Linked DNA regions of Sus scrofa: region 2 is linked to region 1. Evidence: chromatin contacts called from public HiChIP or PLAC-seq data. All regions are on one chromosome and are shown on one strand. Each heading gives the region's core, a stretch centred on a gene start, on an enhancer-like site or on the middle of the called end of the contact. The rest is flanking DNA. Distances are from core to core; before and after follow the strand shown. Region 1 overlaps SLC1A2 (excitatory amino acid transporter 2). Region 2 overlaps PDHX (pyruvate dehydrogenase protein X component, mitochondrial).

Evidence for each region. HiChIP or PLAC-seq counts read pairs in DNA pulled down with a chosen protein or histone mark.
Region 2: a contact with region 1 is called in an H3K27ac HiChIP or PLAC-seq map of alveolar macrophages. The contact joins two enhancer-like sites. A contact is called at or near these places in 3 of 47 Hi-C or Micro-C datasets (embryonic fibroblasts, fetal heart ventricle and heart right ventricle) and 1 of 2 datasets of contacts at active chromatin or transcription factors (alveolar macrophages).

Annotation. Positions count from the first base shown.
Region 1 is chr2:25,742,348-25,745,621 of Sscrofa11.1, reverse strand. The region is part of intron 8 of SLC1A2 (excitatory amino acid transporter 2); the gene reads right to left. Among named protein-coding and RNA genes, the nearest start is that of SLC1A2, 140 kb to the right of the region's middle. Within about 2 kb of position 1,476, at least 17 of the 83 cell types and tissues checked have an H3K27ac peak or open chromatin away from gene starts, as enhancers often do. A contact at or near this core is called in alveolar macrophages, where this site is marked.
Region 2 is chr2:26,012,727-26,016,020 of Sscrofa11.1, reverse strand. It overlaps PDHX (pyruvate dehydrogenase protein X component, mitochondrial), which reads left to right. Exons shown (of 13, transcript XM_003122869.4): 13 at 1-1,067. The coding sequence ends at 164. Among named protein-coding and RNA genes, the nearest start is that of MIR1343, 52 kb to the left of the region's middle. Within about 2 kb of position 1,655, at least 7 of the 83 cell types and tissues checked have an H3K27ac peak or open chromatin away from gene starts, as enhancers often do. A contact at or near this core is called in alveolar macrophages, where this site is marked.

The DNA.
Region 1 (3,274 bases), core at 227-2,726:
ACCCCTCGTGACATTCGATTTGCCTAATATGCCACAGGGCTCAAGTAAGGTAAGCATGGCTCTAAAAGCGGGCACGGAAATATTAAAGAAGAAAAACAAATCACCCTTCATCCTCCCACAGGAACACCACTGCATTCATTTCTGCTTACGCCTTTATGTCTCGGAGAGAACCAGAGACGTCAAGACTATGTGGCGAGAGTCTGAGGAGACCATTGCCAAAGTTAACATGGGAACGCGGGATAGCAAATATCCAGACTCAACTGAGTGGACATCAGGGAAACAAATCAACAGAATTCCAAATGACATTAAGCTTCAAATGCCTGGACGTTTCACCCTGGGCTGGAAAATGCATTACTCAGAAAGGGGATGCCAAGAAAGGATAATGAAATAACGGGAGGCTTTCCTTCTGAAGCATCTCAACCCTTGCTTTCCAAGTAATGCCAAGGGCACACCCAACACCATGTGGAAGTCTCTGGAAGAGGGTTTCATCTAGGGTTCAAGGGCTCTGTCTTGACACCAGGGAGCCTCTCTGGTCCAGCAAGGGGCAGTGACTTTTTCAGTTCTTTTCTGGACCCCATGTGTAAAAGCTGTTCTTTCTAAATGGAACAATGCTTCTGAAAATACAGGTTCCCAAGTTGCTTTTCTGTCTGCTGAAAAGAAAGGGGGGGGGTGCTGTTTTCTTCATGGCTATACAGTTCCAGATTTTTTAGAGTAGGTCTTCTGGTTCCAAACTAAGAATAAGAGTCCCAAATGGGTTTGACCATTGGTGTGCCCAGGCACCGAATCCTGGTCTCACAGCTGGGAGGGACCTGAACTGACCTCAAGGAAGGTCCCAGGAGGTTTTGTGGTTCACACTGGTTTTTCCATATAACCATCCTTCCCACATTTGGGCTTGGCTCAGAACAGACACTTCCCTACGTGAGATCTACAGAATGCATCTTTGCTTTCGCCCTGGCTCCGTCCATGTAGAGCTGGGGTCAGCGTTTCAACAACTCTGTTTTCCTTGAATCCATCTAGGACGGAGGAAGTAGTAGTGTGCAGTGGTTATCAGCAAAGCTTCTGGAGTTGAACGACCTAGGTTCAAATCCCAGCTCTGCCACTTAGTAACCACATGGCTTTGGGCAACTTACTTAACCTCTTTGTGCCTTGACTTCCTTATCTGTCAAAAAGGAGCTATGAGTGGTGTGTCACTCTTGGAGTCATCGGGAGCTCATGAATCAAAAGCCCTTAGAAGAGGCCGGCACATTGCAACCCCCTAGTAAATGGGAATCGTTATTCTTACTGGGAAATCTGGGCAGGGTGAGGCTGCTTTGCAATGAATACGTCCCTAAAGTCCCAAGGCAGGTGGGACATTCCTGGCAGGTGGGAATTCTCAGTCATTTCCCTGAGATGGATTGAACACCAGGGAAGGGGAACTCCCCAAGTTCCAAGGACCTCTCGGCCTTGGCCGTTTTATTTACAACATCAGTAGCTTCTGCTCTATGAGTCACTCTGACACATCCCTTTGTACTGTGGCCACATTGTCTCGTTACCCCTGGGTTGTGTGAGACAAAGTCCCATAAAGAATTCTTCCTGGAGGTTGGTTCCCTTTCTGTTCCTCCATCCCAAATATACCCTCCTCCAACCACAGGCTCCCCAGGCAGTGACCTCCCCTCTGTCCCTTTATCCTTTCCTGCTCATCCAGTCCTTCTACTCTCCTGGCTCACTTCCCTACGGTTAGTTCTTGGATGCTGTGCAAGGAACTACACACACGTTATTCGCAGCCGGACCTCTCAGCCCTACACAAAGGCACAGATGGTGGCACCAAGGAGTGGATCCAGGGTCACAGAGTTTGAACAAGGTCTGCTGGGATTTGAACCCTCGTCTGCTTGATTCCAGTGCTGCACTGGCTCCTCATGTCCCTCGATCCTTCCTCACATTGAAAACTCTATGATTAATTAATGCATTTGCTGAGAATTCCTGGCCCCTCTTTCCCTGAATACAGGGAAGTGAGGTGAAGAAAGTACTTGGAAGCACAGCTATGAACCTGGACTTGGCTCTTTTTCTCTGATTAAATTAGAGACAGTGACCTACATATACTCTATGGGGGCAGGAGATTTCCACCCCCCACCCCATAGAGACAGCCCTTGGGATGTCTACAAATATAGCAGGTTTCACTGAACTTGACAGGGACACAAGTATTAAATATATTTGTTCCAACTTCATCCTTTTTTTCCAGGGAAAATTCTCAGTAGTATCATTATTAAAATAAAATAAATCTTGGGTAGATAAATTTAAATAACTGAGGCACAATCTCAATCAGCTGGTCACTGGACCATCCTCCCATCTCTAAGTTCTCATCTCGAGGTGTGAACTTGATGGAAAGCATGACTGCCATCAAGGCCAAGAATTCAGGGACACCAAGGAGCTCCATCCATCTTTGAATTTTTAAGCAAGGGAGGTAGGCAGTCTCACCTGCAATCTGTTAGGAGGACATGATTTAGAAGCTTGATAAAATGACCTGAAGCATGTTTTCCACTGACTAACATCATGGCACTTGCTGTATCAGAGTCACATTTTTCTTTCATATTCTAGGAGTGTTATATGAAGCATCAATAGTAGTAACGATACTCGTAGCAAACATTTATTGACAGGTGACAATGCACCAGGTACAAAGCTCTCAACCACACCTGAATGTGTGATGACTGTCCCCCTCATACAGGAAACTGAGGCTCCCATAGAGTACTGCTCTGGACTGAGCGGTGTCCTCCCCAAACCCACTTGCTGAAGCCCAAATCTCCCATGGGATAGAATTTGGAGATAGGAGCTTGGGAGGTGATTAGATCATGAAGGTAGAGCCCTCGTGATGGGTTTAGTGCCCGCCCTTATAAGAGGAGACCCAAGAGCTTGCTCCCTCTCTCCATGCACCAAGGAAAGGCCATGTGAGCAACATCTAGAAGGCAGCTGTATGCAAGCCGGGAAGAGGACGGAGCTGAATTTGCCAGTGCCTTAATCTTGGGCTTCCCAGCCTCCAGAACTGTGAGAAATAAATGGCTGTTGCTTGAGCCATATAACTATGGTATTTTGTTACAGTAGCCTAAGCTCACTAAGACAAATACCTACTTCATCGGGTGGCTGTGAGGATTAGATAAATTAATATATGATCTTTAAATTTACAGAGAAGCAATGTGTTTTTAATGACCTCTTGGGAAAGTATTATTTCTGATTTTTTTTTTTTTTTTCTTTTTAGAGCTGCATGTGTGGCATATGGAAGTTCCCAGGCTAGGGGTTGAAA
Region 2 (3,294 bases), core at 406-2,905, 270 kb before region 1:
TGCTGAAGCTCACTCAGGATGAAGAGGGGAATGCCAAGCTGCAGCAGCACCAGCTCATCACCGTCACAATGTCAAGCGACAGCCGAGTGGTAGATGATGAACTGGCCACCAGATTTCTTGAAAGTTTTAAAGCAAACCTGGAGAATCCTTTCCGACTTGCCTAGTCCTCTGAGATAAGAAGTTGGTCTTTGACTTCGTCAATTGTATAGCTATTACTGAAAAACTTACACTATACGAAAACGATTAGGTATTTAAGTGTGAAGTGGATGAAATGTTTATTTATTTAAGATGAAAGAGTTTGACCCAGGTTATCCTCTTTATCAACCCGGGTTTAATGTTATAGAACTAAGTAACAAGCTGTAACTAAGAAGAAAGAGAACATTTGGTTAGTCAGATCCATTTTTAATTTAACCACTGGTGCTGTACAAAATGGATGTTAAACTAGGTGTCAATTAAATCGTATGTTTGGCTCATTGGAGCATTTTAGAATAATTGAGAATGTATAATATATTGTAAAGTCAACTAATTGGTAGAACTCTACCTTAGTTGTGTTGAAGTTAGAAGCGGTCTTCAAAGAGATGCCCGTTAACGTAGCAGTGGGACCTCACTTCTACAAGCACTGCTCTAGCTATACTTGAACAATTTAATATGTACAGAAGTTTATTCTGGATACTAGTAAATAAGAATCACACTGTATTAGGGGTTGTGGCAACATTATTGGATTTTTTTTTATGTATATAAAGCCATATGTTTTAGAGTGGTTTCTATCAGTCCTATTTTACACATCTATGACACTGTGAACTAAAAAAGAATTAAAGAAAAATCAAAAGTGAAGAAAAAGAGACCAAAAATTTTGTTTGTTTCAATAATAAACTATAGTTAAAATACCTAAATAAAATTCAGAAATAAACTGCTCACCTTCATACTGAGTTGGAACATATTTTAAAAAATTATGCTATTTCCTACCAAACATTTTAAGTTAGTTTTGATGTAAACACAAAATGTTGTTTCATAGTGCATTTTAATCATGTTTATATTGCAAAATAAAAATGTAAAAAAAAAGTAAACATTTGTGTTGTATTTTACATGTTAGGGCACAGAGATTTAGTGCCTTGAAGTAGATTAGTAATTTCCCTGGAACAGTTTAAAAGGGACTCTATAGGAGGAAAAAGAATTTAAAATTACAGTTGACCCTTGAATCACTCAGGGTTAGGGGTGTGGACCCATGAAATGGAAAATCTGTGTGTAAGTTTATGGTTGACTCTCATATCCATGGTTCCCCATCTGGGGATTCAGTCATCTAGGGCTCGAGTAGGTCTACAGTACGTATGGATTGAAGAAACTCTGTGTATAATCAGACATGCGCAGTTCAAAACCATGTTCAAGGGTCCACTGTAAAATTAGGAAAATAATGGATGTGGAGTGTAAAACTTTGGAAAGAGAGTAGAAGGCCTATGAAGCTTGTGAGAACTGTCCCTTTTATTCCATTGATAAGATGAAAATTTGCCCGATTGTTGTAAAGGTTAGAAGAGCTTAATATCTCTCTTTTAACAACTCTGCTACATCTGACAAGGTAATCATAACCAGAGTGGGATGATGATTTAAATAACCAGTCACAGAAAGACTCATGTTCGTGTTTGCTGCCATGAATCACCAAGAGAGTGACTGTGTCGTCCAAGCTGTGTGCTATGGCACGATGAGCAAGTTAGGCTCTCACAAAAGAGCTTTCTGAAATGCTTAGAGCCCCAGTACATCAACTGCTAAGAAATGCTTATTCCACTCAATTTTAACAAGCCGTTTTTTATAAACAATCTCCAGACCTTTTGTCATATTGAGTTATACTGCAAATTGTAACCAAGTGCTATTTACAAAATAACTTTGATGAGTTACATTGATTTTCAGTCAGTTTTAACTAAAATTTTTTTTCTCTTAATTTTTATATCTGAGGAATAGGGCATGAGACAGCCGTAGGTCACCATCAATCCCTGGGAGTTCTGTTTTTCCAGTGGTCGACACACTTAAACTCTAGTGCATCTGTTTCCCTGTAGGTGACATGGGCGATGATCCCCACTCCCGCCTGCCTTAGAGAGCTGCGGCGAACCGCGCAGGAGAAATGCTGTATAAATTCAAGACATTTCCATTCTTCGTGGATGTCACAGCCAGGTTTTCACGTAATCAGTTGTTTCTCATGGTTTGACTTTTGGTGCAAATGCCCATTCATTCTGACTAAAAGTATTTTCTCCAATGTGTTACGCTGCTTAGGTTTATGTAAGAAATTGCCATTTCTAAAAATAATTCTGTTGCAGCATGAGGTCAGAGAATAACACGGATTTGAGAAGAGGGTGTGGTGCCCTTGACTGGGATCGTAGCAGAGAATGAACTGTGTGCTGTATGAGCAGACTGTCTCCCACATTATAAATTTATATTTATTTATTTATACTTATATTGTATAAATATACAATATATATTTATACAATATATTTATTTTGTATTTATATTTATTTGTACTTTTACCCTCATTTAAATAAGGGAAATGACCTAAATGTTGGGAAGACTTTTACAGAAAAAGCAACACATTTAGTTAATACCTGAAAATATCAAGGAGTGTTAGAATTTCAAAGTCAAAACAGCTCCGCTTCTCCCTAACCGCAACTTCTAGTTAACATTTCCAGCTACAGTTTGTTCATTGACCATTTTTGTGGAAGATTAAGATCTTCAGTACACAGCTGGCCAGACTCCCTTGTTTAAAACATTACTAAGAATTTTCTGTATTCTGGTAGAATGATCTTTTATGCACTGTCAAATGAACCTTCTTAGAATTTTCTTTTCTTTTTGCATTTTGGACTTAATATCATACTAAATTGTACAGGCCAGCTGTTGCAAAAGTAAAACTAGTTTCCTAACCTTTTATTGAAAGATAGGTGGTGCTCTAAGTTAATATGTTGTAGTTAGAGTGTGGGAGAAAAATTACAATGGCAGTTAACTTTTAGTTTTCAAGGAAAATTTGTCCTCATTACCCATTGCATCATGACGGACTTTATCTCAGGCGAAGTGGAGCAATGAAAGAACCAAGTGTGCTGCAGGTAAGAATTAACCATTATTTATAATGTGCTGTTATTAACGGGAAACTCTTGTTGACTTTTGAAAAGGGAAGTAACAGGGCACACTTAACTTTAGGATTAGTCTGGCCATTGTATGCAAAGGAAGTCAAAACAGGGTCAAGGGCAACCGTCAGCAGAACCAGCTAGAAGCATTTGCTATAATGAAAGCTTCAGTGAATTAGATTCGTACCAG